3 separate regions of the Mus musculus genome follow, and all the other regions are linked to region 2. The links are chromatin contacts, called in public HiCAR-type and promoter capture Hi-C maps. All regions are on one chromosome and are shown on one strand. The core of a region is the stretch at or near the end of the contact, and the rest is flanking DNA. Distances in the headings are between cores, read along the strand shown.

Region 1 (4,458 bases), core at 223-2,722, 1.6 Mb after region 2:
AGGCAGCTTGTAAACTAGTATTTTCCACGAATAGAATCCACTTCCAATTTGACTACAAACTTCATGTCTGTACCTCCTGATCACGATTACTGGACATTCTACAGAAGTGCAGCGGCTGCCAAATGTAAACACTACTACAAGAAAAGTCTTAAGGTTTTCAGGAAATTGTGTTCTCTGAATTGTGACAGTCAACTATCTACCTCTTCTCATACACAAGAAAATTTAGATGCATTAAAATCATCTAAACTGTCCATTGGAAAAAAAAATGCATGCTTTGACATCTGTTTCCAAACAGCACTAAGCAGGTCAAGCAAGCCCTTACCATTAAAGGTTAGCGGTTCATTTAATTTGCATACCATCGGTTCTGAAAAAACGATCGCCTAAATTCGAGTCTTTTTCTGATATAACCAACTCTGAGAAGTCCAAAAAGAATATATAAGCACCTGAACGAAACTGTCTTGAGACCACAAATGAACTTCTCAGTTCAGCCTTCCTTGCTCCTGGCCACCTCCCCAATGGCCAGTGGCCCCTTTCCACATGCTGACGCACTGCCCAGCCCTGCACCGTTGGCGATCCGAGCAAAGTACCAGCTCGGTCTCAGAAACTTTGACTCAGTTATCAGGACACGGAGGACAACATGCGCGTGGGTGTGGATGAGTGTCTGTCGGGGCCCACGCGGTCAACTTTGAAGCGGGGCATTCCTGGCAGGTAGAGATCTGCCCAAAAAACAGCCTATCCCAGACAGCAAAACCACAAGCATCGCCAGCAGGAACGGAGCAAAGTGCGCGGGGCGGAGGAAAGGGAAGAGCGAGGGAAGGACACGGGATCCAACCGACGCTTTCAAGTGGGTAAGAAAATAAACCTGTCCACACGCCCCCCCGGACTCGGGGTTGCTGGGACTGCGAGCCCAGCAGCAGCCACATCCCGGCCACCGCCGGCGGGGGCGGCGGCAATGTCAGGAGGGCACACTTGGAGGCGGCGGCCGCCCAAGCCACCACCCGGCCCCAGGTGAGGGGCGCCAACCCCGCCTCCCGCCCGGCCGCCCCACCGCGACGAGCCAGCCACACGGAGAACCCGGGTGTCCCGGAGGCGGCCGACGGTGCTGAGCCCGCCGGATGCCTTCCGCCCCGCTCCAGCATCCCGGTCCCGGGCCGGGCCTCGCACCCCGACCCTCTCTGAACCAGCCGGGTCCACCTCAAAACCCCCCGGAGCGCGGCTCCCAGCCGTCAGGCCGCCCTCGAGCCCCCCTCGAAGGCCGCTTTCACCTCACCTCACGTCTCCGCGGCCGTGCCGGAACAACAACTCTGTCAGACGCCCGAGTCCCACCCGCCGCCCAGAGCTCTGCGGCCGGGCCCGTCCCGTTCACTCCGCCGCGGCCGAAGCCCAGGGAGGGCGGAGGGAACGGGGCGGAGGGAGCGGGCTGGGGAGGGGAGAGGACCGCACGGCAGGAAGAGGCGAGGGAGGGGGCGGACTGAGGAGGAGGCGGTCGGCGGGAGCGCGCGCGCCCGGCCCCTCGGCGCGGCGTGCGCGCTCCCGAGGGCGGAGGTGCCTTCTCTGCCTAAGTCGGCGGCGCGCGCGCGCGTCCACAGGCTCGCTTGACTCGGCTTGGCCCCCCCAACCCTGAAAGCGCGGAGTACAAACCTGAGCAGAGGGCAGAGGGCGAGCTAGGAGAGCGGAGGCACGCGAGGACCTCCTCCAGCACGCGTGCTGGTGCCTGGCAATCATCCCCAGCACTGACTGAGTTCTAAGTCCCTTTTGGGGAGATTCTTTCTTAACAAACCTGTTTTACATATTTCCATTCCGTGAGGCCAGTAAGTCACCTCGGAGGACTAACTTTTCCACCGGGACTCTTTGTCCTTTGAAGGTGCTTGGAGGCATCCCCCTTCATTGATTCTTCCAGACTCAGACTACATAGGAAAGCGCTAACCCAACGGTAAAGGCATCCCGGGTCTCACCTTTTAGCCTTTCAGAGAGTAGATTTTGGAGGACAGATAAACTAAAGTATTTACTTTCTGCCACAAATATTGTACTAATTTTTGAACTGTGAATTTTTTCCTTTCTAGATCAAGCAGCCAGAAAAGACCTGTACATTCCTTGAATCTCATAAGAACTTTTTTTCTCAGGTTTATGGCACAAATATGTGTACCCTTAATCTGTGAAATATTTTAGAGATTCTAGAGGGACCTGTTCACCCATTTCTGTGCCTTTCATGATGAATCCTACCTGGCTTATAGAAAGTATCCGTTCAGTAAATATTACTGTTTGAATTGAATGTGTCCAGAGATTGGACCTCTAGAGTAGCTTCTTGAGTTGAAAGTTCTCTTTTCTTATAACACTTCAATTGGTCTGTCATTATTGTCCACCCAGATCCAAAAGCTACCCTGTAACATTTGTCAAAGGACCTTCAAACCCAAGTTTCTTTTCTCCTTTTTCTTAATGTTAATGCCTACAGATGCTGTGTCATAGCAAAAGTGTTCCAACTCATTCGGGTTTCCCCTCCGTGTTAGGTCCTTCCCAGAAGGTATTTTTGTTAAGCTCTGTACCCTGAGTAGACCTCCTAACCAGAACCTGACTCAATGCTTTAAGTTTGATACCTAATAAAGTTAGGATCTAATTAACACAAATCATCTGTTGACTTCCACGTTTGCAGAGTCTCATTGTAAATATACGAGAAGTAGATACTGAGCCAGGCTCTATGAGAAAATCAGCACACGAAAAGGCCATACATAGCATTTGCCTTCAGGTATCTTCTAAACAAAGCGAAGTTATTTGACAAAGGGGACAATGAAGGCTAGGACTTAGCTCACTTTCTCCTGTTTACCAGGAGGCCAGGCCTAAGAAGGGTGTGACTTCACGTGAAAGCCGGACTTCTCACTTCAGTTAACCTAATCTAGATCACCCCTCACAGGCACGCCTGGACGCTTGTCTCCCAGATAATCCTATATCCTGTCAAACTGACAATATTAAACACTGAACACAGCCAGGCACATCTTGTGTGTGGAGGAGAATGAAAAGGAGTTTTTCCTCACACTAGCTGCTGAGATGGGTGGGTTTAGTTAACGAAGCCACCACCTCTACAGTGAAGGAAGCTGACCCGAAGGCGAAGCTGACACATTATGAAAGAGTTCAAAATAAGCCAGAAGTCATCCTCTAGATTTAGTCATTTCCCTGAGTCAAGATGTTTTCTTAGTTACTTAGGATTTTTAAAATGAATTTAGATTTTTATTATTTGCAGTCAAGTCTGAATTTTTCAATACATATTATGGAAGGAAGAATCATATGACTCTCCCACAGATATTGTTTTAATGACATGAATAGATTCTGTACTTGATAAAATTTTAGAAGGTCCTCATAGGGATTTGTCTACTACCCAGAACCCTTCCCAGACTGGGTTATTTATGTAATGTCTGAGAACTCATCACTGCACTTAAAAAATTAGTTTAAATTCTGTGCTTTATTTAAATCAGCTTGCCCTAATAAAAGCACCTAATGACTCTAATGGGTAACCATGTTTATATGCATTTAACATGTGAGGGGTTTTTTATATTTTTGTTTTGTCTTTTGTGTGTGTGTGTGTGTGCGTGTGTGTGTGTGTGTGTGTGTGTGTGTGTTATACTTAAGTATACATTAACCAAACCAAAAGAGGATGCTGAGTATCTTCTGCCATTCTCTATGCTATTCTCTTAAGACAGAGTCTCTCACTGAACCACAGCTCACCGGTTTGGCTAGGCTGTCAGCCAGCAGGCTCTAGCAGACTTCCTGTGTCCATTTCTAACCAGCACTGGGGTTGTAGGCATGCATGGCCACACCTGGTTATTTTTACATGGGTGTTGGGGATCTGAACTTAGGTCTCCATGTTTGCATAGCAAATGTTCTTACCCACACAACCACTCCCTGGCCACTATTATATTGGTTCAGAGTTGTTTTGTTGTTGTTGTTGTTGTTTGTCTGACACTGGAAAGATTAGAAAAATAACCCTGGTAACCTAGGTTGTGGTGGTGCATACCTTTAAGCACTTGGAGGCAGTGGCAGGTGAATCTCTGAGTTCAAGGCCAGTCTGGTCTACTGAGTTCCGGGACAGCCAGGGATACAAGAGAAAGCACACACATACACACACACACACACACACACACACACACACACACACAAAGGGAGGGAGGAAGGAAGAAAGACAGACAGACAGAAGAAAAGAGAAAGAAAAATGGAACTGGCTCCCTAAAGAAAGGAGAAACGAGAGGTAGCAAAACATACAGTGTAGGCAGGAAGACTTTTCTCCTTCCTTCTTATTTAAAGCTGAAAAAATCATTCTAAGCCTATACTAAAGTCATCCTTTCAGACAGAATAAGAACACACTCAACCAGCCAGGTATGGTGGCAAGAAGATCACAAGTTCACGACTAGCCTGGAATACAAAGTGAGTTCCAGGACACCTTGGGCTACAATGTGAGAATCTGTCTCA
Region 2 (4,195 bases), core at 791-3,290:
CCTCCCACCAGATACCCAGCTCTATATATCCTGGACCTTAAAGAAGTTTTCTTCTCTATTTCCCTGGTACCAGTAAGCCAGCCCATCCATATTTGTCTTTGAATAGACAAATCCAATGAGAGGAGTCAGCTAAAATGGACCTAACTGCTCCAAGAGCTCAAAAATAAACTAAATGATAATTGATGTTATATCTAAAATAATTACTATGCTCTACCAGAAATAAATGTTTCAAAGTTACTTGACTCTCCTCTAACTTTGATGTAAATTATGGTCTTTGTGGGTTTTGATTTAAAAACTCTGTACCCCTCAACTAGAGCACCAAGAGACTTTTCAAAGATATGAGACCACTCTCCATCTGGCCATCAATAAAAAGGACTTAAAACTTTTAATATGCTTAATTGGTGTGATTATCAGTAACTATATTGCGTGGATTATTTCACGAGTACAGAGTTTCTAACAACTGTTCCAAATTTACAGCGATTTAATTCCCAACACTTAGGAATGTGTATAATAATCCAGTTTTATGTATATACTCCAAGTGTATGCTTATCCAGGACCATAAGGTGCCCATCTCTTATTCCCCCTTGGGTTGCCGCTCTCTGTGGTCCAGTGACAGAAGGAATAAGGACAGTAGCCCTAAGTACTGTATCCCTAATCAGAGGATAAAGGAGCCTACAACAGATGCATCATCAGACTGGTAGACATCAGACACGTTGAATTCTATCTGCTTCATGTCCAGACAGAGGCTCTGACAAAAGTTGTCCTCCTAAACCGGCCAGGTTTAGACTTAGTTTTCATTTCCCAGGGGAACTAGGCGAGTATTGCTGCTTCAATGCCAACAAAGACGGAGTTATCAATGAGGTTTTACAAAAGGTTGGAGATAATTTAGATAAGTGACATCAGGGACAAGAAGCAAATAATTTCTGGTACTATAAAATGTTTGATTTGAAAGAGTAATAAAGACAAAATTCTAGGCCTTTGGGCCCAGGCTTGGGAATTTTGCCTTTGTGACTCAATGCTCCAAGGTATGCTAATCATAAAACAGATATCAACATTCCTCCACCCATCAGCTTCCTGGGTTCAAAGAGTGTTAATTCAAAGAAAGTCACCCTGACCATTGCTGGAACCCACTATGCAAAGGTGCTATTGCTAGGGGCTCTTAGATTGTTAGGGGCTCTTAGAAACTGTCTTGAGAGATAACCTGACACTTGTGACTTTGTACTTCCTTGTGACTCTTAACTGGTATTTTTGGTATTTTCCAACAACGCCCTTCCCACCTCCTTAAGTTGTGGTTTCTTCCTTTAAATACCCCCTAACCCAGCTACTCGGGGCGCCACGGTCCTCTACCCCTGCGTGGTGTATGACCGTGGGCCGAGAGCGCTCTTGAATAAAAATCCTCTTGCAATTTGCAGCAAGACCGTTTCTCGTTGGTGATTTTGGGGTGTCGCCTCTCCTGAGTCAGAACGTGGGGAAGTCCTCACGTTGTGGCTCTTTCAGATTGAAACCTAAGGCTTGTAACCCTTTTTCACTGCCCTGGCCCCTTACTCCTCCTAACAGGACTTCAAAATCTAAACAGAAAAAAAAAATCTAAACGAAAACAAATTATATTCCTGCCACACAATCGGGAAAAAGCGCGAAGCCGCAAGAGAACACAAGTGAGCTTAGTATTTTCCAGATAATAATCCATAGCCGCATGCGCGCTCGCTCACACGCATGCGCAACACCACTGCTCCGTACCGCCGCAGTTTTAGCTGGGCAATCCGCCAGCGTCCACCCGGGGCACGCTTAAGCAGTTGCTTTTCGAGCGTTCCCGGTCCACTAGACCAGATTCCCCGTCCTTTCCCCTTCCACCCTTTGGCTCCATGAAAACGGCCATCTCTCTACTACGTCAGAAAGGAAATCAGCTTTCCACTCGGAGAACTACACGCTCGGCATCTCCGTACAGCCCGGCGCCGGCGCCGGCGCCTGCGCGCGCAGCTGCTCCGCTGCCCCGCCCCTTCCGCCGCTCATGCGCAAGCCCGACCGCCTCGGCGCGCCCGGGTTGGCTGCCCCGGCGGCCTCCTCGGCAGTCATGGCTCCTCGGATGTGATAGTTTCCCCCGCCCCCTCGCGTAGGACGCGGCGGCGGGGCGGCGGTGGGAAGCCTAACTTTATTGTTCCCCCGGCCCGTCTCCCGGCGCGTCCTCAGGATGCTCGGGAGCTGAGCGCCGGGGGCGGCGGAGGGTCGCGGTCTGTCCGGGCCCTCGCCTCGGAGCGCAGGGCCAAGGGAGGGAGTCACGATGTCAGGTAGCCGCCAGGCCGGCTCGGGTTCCGCTGGGACGAGCCCCGGCTCCTCGGCCGCCTCCTCGGTGACTTCCGCCTCCTCGTCCTTATCCTCGTCTCCGTCGCCGCCGTCCGTGGCGGCCTCGGCGGCGACGCTGGTGTCCGGCGGCGTGGCTCCGGCCGCGGGCTCCGGCGGCCTCGGCGGCCCGGGGCGGCCTGTGCTGGTGGCGGCCGCGGTGTCTGGCAGCGCGAGCGCCGGCGGGGCGGTGTCCGCGGGCCAGTCCCGGCTCAGCTGCGCGGCCAGGCCCAGCGCCGGCGTTGGAGGGAGCAGCTCCAGCCTCGGCAGTAGCAGTAGGAAGCGACCTCTGCTCGTCCCGCTTTGTAACGGGCTCCTCAACTCCTACGAGGACAAAAGCAACGACTTCGTCTGGTGGGTTTGCATAGCAGCCCCTGCGTGCATGACCACGAGTTTCTGCTGCTGAGCCTGGCGGGGTCCCGTGGAGGGAGGCCTGTTGGAGGTGCTGGGATTCGAACCTAGAGAGTTGAGTGTTTGCAGAGTTAAGGTTCCCGGTTGGGAGGTGGAGCTGGACTGGGATCCTTAGGCAAAGTGGTGAAATGGGATTGCACAGAAGTGGGTGCTGGTGTCCAGGAACTGAAGGCATTTAAGGGAGTGCTTAAGGATAAAGATGGAGGTCCAGTAAGTGGTTATTAGAAAGGAAGTATTCGGGGTAGGAGGTTAAATCCCTTCTGGTTTTTGTTTTTGTTTTCTTTCTTTTTTTGGCCATCTAGTGGACGAAGTATCAGTCAGGAGTAGTTCATGATTTTCGGAGGTAGAAGACTAGTTAGTGCCTGGTGATTCTGAGGTGTGGGATTGCTGGTCAACACTATATTGTAAAAAAGTAGATGGTGCTCGAAACCTGGTTGGTGATGCTTTACGAAGTTATTTTTGCCCATCCTGCGTTGGAATATGAATTTGAATAGATAGGACACTTGTAATACTGTTAATAATTTTGTAGTCAAAGTTTGTTCACACCCAATTCCAGGTTTCAACTGTTGGAAAAAGGGAAACACATTTTTAGTGTTTCTGTGTTGTATGGAACGATCGCAGCGCTGTGTATACACTGGAATCTCTGACTTGAGAAACGCTTTTACAGTCATTGCATCACAGCTGGCATCTTGAGCGACACAGTAGAATTCAGGCATTTGGCATCTAAGAGGGACTTTAAGCAAAAGATGAATCTGATTGTCTTGAAGAATGCTTTGAATTTTAATTGGGTTTTGATATTACTGGTAAGATTATGAGAGCTTAATGAAGATTTCCTGCTCACAAACTGGTAGAATTCTGGGCCTTTCCTAAGAAGGAACTTGTTGTTTGACTTAATGATGTAGGAAGTTGGCTTGAACAGTCATGCTTGGGGAAGTTAGTTCAGATCACAGTAGAAGATGGGCTTAAATGGTATTATTAAAGATGATAAGCTTAGAGATTGTAACCATTGAGAAAGGTATTAGCTACACTTTCTTGTTCACTAATATAATTCGTAATTTTGCTTTTGTTTAGATTCAGAAGTTGTGTGTGTGTTGAAATAGAATTATAGCTGTGGTTATTTGTAATTTAAGAAGTTTATGGTTGGGTGTAAGAGGTGTTTGCATTCCTTTTTTTGTTTGGCTTTATTTATTTATTTATTTAGAGACAGGGTTTCTCTGTGTAGCCCTGGATATCCTGGAACTAGCTCTGTAGAACAGGCTGGCCCTGAACTCAGAGATCCTCCTGCCTCTTCCTTCTTGTGCTAGGATTAAAGGTGTTTGTCACCACTGCCTGGGTGAGGTGTTTGTATTCTTGTCCAATCAATAGTGTCACATGATAAGGTAGAAACTAGTAAAACAGTTTGCTTTTTTCTTTTTGGCCATTATTTGTAGTTCAAACCAAGATGCCA
Region 3 (4,388 bases), core at 1,452-3,951, 1.7 Mb after region 2:
ATTAGGGGGAGAGAGATTGATTTACTAACTAAAATTTACAAAGAGTTATTAATTTCGGGATAAAATTCACACGAAATTCTTTCCCCTTGATAGATTACCACATCTCTTTTAAATAGACTTGGTCTCGGGGGACATATTGTCTTCTGTATCTCACATCTAGTCTAATTGCAGAATTCAAAACCTAAATGACTCCTCCCAGGTTCATTTCATTAGAAACACTTGTTTCTACAGAGCTGTTCTTCCTTTTCCAACAAGTATTTGCTCAGTTATGTAGTTCAAATAAACTTGGAGGAACCTCTGTATTTAGCTTATTGTTAGTTGGAATAGCTAGCAGAGGTATAGCACTATTCCTATTTTAAGGAACTCTCATTAGGTTGTTTGTAATGGAAGCCGGGCTACTTCCTTTCACCTAAACAGAGAGGTTGGCATGTGTGCCTAGCAACAGCAGCTAAAACTTTGTTGTGGAAGGTTCCCTAGGAGTGAGGCGGGAGGAATGGCAGGAGGAACAGACTATCTGTTTGTCCTAGTAGGGGACTGACCCCTGGTTGTTTGAGGAGGGAAAGGCTTTCCAAGAGATAACGTTTAGATTAGTAACACGCTGGCCTAAACTTTAGGGCTGCTGGAAATCAGGTCCTGGCTTACTGCAAGAACCAGGCTCTTATCTGACTAGGGTATGTTCCCAACTGTTCAGCAGATGACTAAACTGAAGGAGAATAGTACAGAACCTTCTATGTGTTTACTTTTACATAAGAATAATTAGGTTTTATTTAACAAATTAGGCATAGTTAACAACTAGTGATAAATAGAACAATTATAACAACATATTATAAAAATTCATTGAAAACTCATGAATTATTTCTGGAATTTTTCACTGAATATTTTTGGTTTACAGTTGTCCAGAGCTAACTCAAATCATAGAAATTTCAGATAAGTGGGGACAGCTGTATTTAGTAGTTTAAGAGATTACAGATTTAGCTCACTCCAAAGCAGCAAACACAATCAATAAAGGCATGAATAAGTCTAAAAATAAGCTGAAATCTCACCACCATGAAGTTATAATCACTACAAAAAAACCTCTTCCAAGTTCAGGAAAATGTGTGATATTTCAGCTGTGTGAGCTGGATATGCTGTCTTACACCTATAAGCCTAAAGTTAAGAGGCAGAAGGATTTGCAGGGCAGGCAGTGGTGACACAGGCCTTTAATCCCAGCACTTGGAAGGCTGAGGCAGGCAGATAAATCTGAGTTCAAGACCAGCCTGGCCTACAGAGTGAATTCCAGGACAGCCAGAGCTACACAGAGAAACCAAGAAAATAAAAAAATTAAAAATGAGGTGAGAGACGAGCCCGTGAACGTGCTCCAGGCCACCCTGGTCTCAAAGCAAGAGCCTGTCTCAAGAACCAAAGCCTGGCCAGGTATGGCTAGGTGGCCATACCTATAATCTGAGCTCTCAGGGAGCAGAGGTTCAGAACTTCCAGGTCAGTCCAGGCTCCAGGATTTTCTGTTCCGGGAATAAAACAAACCCAGCCAAACCAAAACAACAACAAACAAACAATCAAACACCCACGGGGAAAAAAAAGAAACCAAAACAAAGCCCAAACAAGCCCAACAGCCACCCAGTAATTGTTTCTTGTGAGATGTGGAAGTAATTTGTTTGTTTGTTTTAAATCGATGTTGGTGAGTTTACAGTGAAGAAAGGACAGTCTGGGCATGGGGCCCATGCCTTTAATTCCTTCACTTGGAAGACAGAGACAGATGGAACTCTTGTGAGTTCAAAGCCAGCCTGGTCTACAGAAGAATTTCTAGGATAGCCAAGGGTATATAATAGAGAGACCCTGTCTCAAAAACAGAACAAAAAAAAAAAAAAAAAAAAAAAAAGAAAGGACAGAACAACAAATTCTCTGCTTTCACAGACAAAGCAGGAAGCAGAAGGAGAGCGGGGAGCATTTTATGGTGTTGACTTGAGGACAGTTTTAATGTGAAAATTAGAATATAAATTTAATACTATATAGTATTAGAATTCCGTTTCTTTCGGTTCTCCAGAATTTGGCTAAACCGAATTATGTCGAAGATGTGTGCACACACACCCCACAACACAGGGTACTGGAAAGGGGTGGGATGCAAAACAGATACAAGAGGAAGAGTCCAGAGCTTAAGAGAAACGCCATCATACACACACACACAGACACAGACACACACACACAGACACACACACAGACACACACACACAGACACACACACACACACACACACACACACACACACACACACACACACACACACAAGCGCGAGTGAGGCTGGGGAGAGGTAGCATATAAGAAAAAAGATGCTAGAGTCGAGGAAGAGTCCAGACCTCAGAAAGTGACAAGCTCAGAGGCAGCGCGAGACTCCATAGGAGTGAGCTTACGGGAACCGCCTGGCCTCTTGCCTGCCAGCACCAAAGGCACTGTGGCCACAGGCCAGGCGGGTGGCCCGGGAGGAGGTGGGACAAGTTTCTCCACTCGGGGCGCGACAGCGCTCGAGACACGGGCGGGGCGCGTCGCCCGCTCCCGACAGGGCGTTGGGGCCGGTGACTCAGAGCTTTCCTCCCGGCCCCGCCCTCAGACGACCACGCCCCACCTCGTTAGCCACGCCCCGCCCCGTTGGCCACGCCCCATGAGGAGGAGCCTCGCCTTCATCTCCGCCCCAGTCTCGGGGCGGGCCGGAGTCTGAGGAAGAGGAAGGGGACGAGGACAACGAGCGACGGGCGGCGGAGGACGCGGAGGAGGAAGGGGAGGCCGACCAACAAGATGGCCCCTGCTGCAGGAGCAGCCTCAGCAGCAGCAGGTGGGGGGCTGGAGGCGGCGCTGGCGGTGGCGGCTACGGCCGTGGTCCGGCGGCCTGGGACAGAGTCAGAGTCGATGGTGGCAGCGGCGGCGGCGGCGGCTGCCGCGACGGTGGCGACGGCCGCAGGGACTCGGAGCTGAGAGGAGCTGCTGCTCGGACCAGAGCGGTGAGCAAGTGGCGGTCGGCAGTGTGGGGAGCGGGGCGGCCGCGGCCGAGAACAATAGGCAGCGACTGCGGGGATGGGGCTGTCCTCACCCGCCCTGCGCTCGGGACCGGCCCCAGGGCTTGTCAGTGGCCGGCGTCCTTTAGGCCTCAGGCCTCCGCGTGCCTCCCGGAGGGCCTGCCGGGGTAGGTAGGCCGAGGGGCGGTGCGGACGCCGCCCTGGACGCCGGGAAGGCTGGGGAGGCTGGGGCGGGAGCGGGGGGTTGGGGGGGTCCGAGGCTGACTGGTTCCGAGGTCCCTCGGAGGACAGCGGGCGGGCGGTGAGTTTGCTCGCAGGAAATGTTGTTTGGACCCCTGTCTGTGCGGTGGGGGAGGGAGTAGGCGCCTGTAAACAGCCGCCGCTCCTGCCTAGCTGCCAGGCGTGGCTGCTCCCTCCCCAGCCCCCTTCCTCCCTTGGCCAAGTGGGTTTTAGGGTGTCGGTTTCCCAGGAGTTCCTGGAGATAAACCCTATTGGCCAAGACGAAACCATGTGCAGGTGCCTTTTTCAAAAAGACTATAAGTGTACAACAACAAAAACACACAAAATGTGGTTGTTGGTAAAGGATGGAGTAGTAAGGGGTGGACCTTTCCTAACAAGGTTCTAAACATCAGGTCTCTGTAAACACCACGGTACTCACATCCCAGGTCCGAGGGAGCTAGCCGAAACAAGGGCTCTTTTTGAAGCAGCAATAATGTAACTCTTGACATCCCAGAATAGTCCGTGAAACTGGAAACAAAGCCACTTATTGGCAGCACGGAGACAGATTGTTAAGGTTTGAGCGGAACTTTTCTAACTAGCCATTTTGAATTGTGTACAGCAGAGGCGATATCATTAACCTCTTTGGTATCTGCTGGAAGCACTTAGGACAGAGAAGTGGTTCATCTGTCTCCCTTAGGAGTTCATGTGTCTGTCTCATATTCTAATCATTTTTTTTCCAGTTTGTCCCAAAATTTGGAGAAGATTCTTTTTTCTCTGTTTGAAATTTCATATTTAAAGCCTACTTTCTAAGATTTCCAATACTTTTAGCCTGCCGTTATGCTTGCCTGTGAATCCTAGCACTCAGGAGGCTGAGGCAGAGTATCCTGATTTGACAAGACTTGTATCAAAAAACTAATTCAGCCAACAAAATGCCAGACAATAGAAACTTTTACTGATAGTTTTCAAAAAACAAAAACCAGTTGTGGTTCTGTTTTAAGTGGCTAGGCTTAGGATGAGACACCTCATTTTATGTTAGTATGCTATACTGCAATAATATCTTTATACTTAAAAGTTAGCTATTTCTCCTAAATGTAATTTTTCTAGGCATTTACCACATACATTTTCAAATGGAGGGGGAAGAGGTAAATTTTATTCCATTTTCTA

Evidence for each region. Promoter capture Hi-C pulls out the DNA fragments that hold promoters and counts their contacts. HiCAR-type assays count read pairs that join an accessible place to other places.
Region 1: a promoter capture Hi-C map of pre-B cells shows a contact between it and region 2. The contact joins the promoter of Rabgap1l here to the promoter of Cop1 in region 2. A contact is called at or near these places in 3 of 39 promoter capture datasets (hippocampal neurons, liver and pre-B cells) and 1 of 9 other capture datasets (adipose tissue).
Region 3: a HiCAR-type map of astrocytes shows a contact between it and region 2, with 5 times the contacts expected there. The contact joins the promoter of Rc3h1 here to the promoter of Cop1 in region 2. A contact is called at or near these places in 1 of 39 promoter capture datasets (pre-B cells), 1 of 115 datasets of contacts at active chromatin or transcription factors (astrocytes) and 1 of 9 other capture datasets (liver).

The regions. Positions count from the first base shown.
Region 1 is chr1:160,791,466-160,795,923 of GRCm38.p6, forward strand. Rabgap1l (RAB GTPase activating protein 1-like) reads right to left here and starts at 1,473. Exons shown (of 21, transcript NM_013862.5): 1 at 1,271-1,473. Gm37083 (a long non-coding RNA gene) reads left to right here and starts at 430. Exons shown (of 3, transcript XR_003948752.1): 1 at 430-848.
Region 2 is chr1:159,230,160-159,234,354 of GRCm38.p6, forward strand. It overlaps Cop1 (COP1, E3 ubiquitin ligase), which reads left to right and starts at 2,041. Exons shown (of 20, transcript NM_011931.4): 1 at 2,041-2,691. The coding sequence starts at 2,279.
Region 3 is chr1:160,903,710-160,908,097 of GRCm38.p6, forward strand. It overlaps Rc3h1 (RING CCCH (C3H) domains 1), which reads left to right and starts at 2,702. Exons shown (of 20, transcript NM_001024952.2): 1 at 2,702-2,990.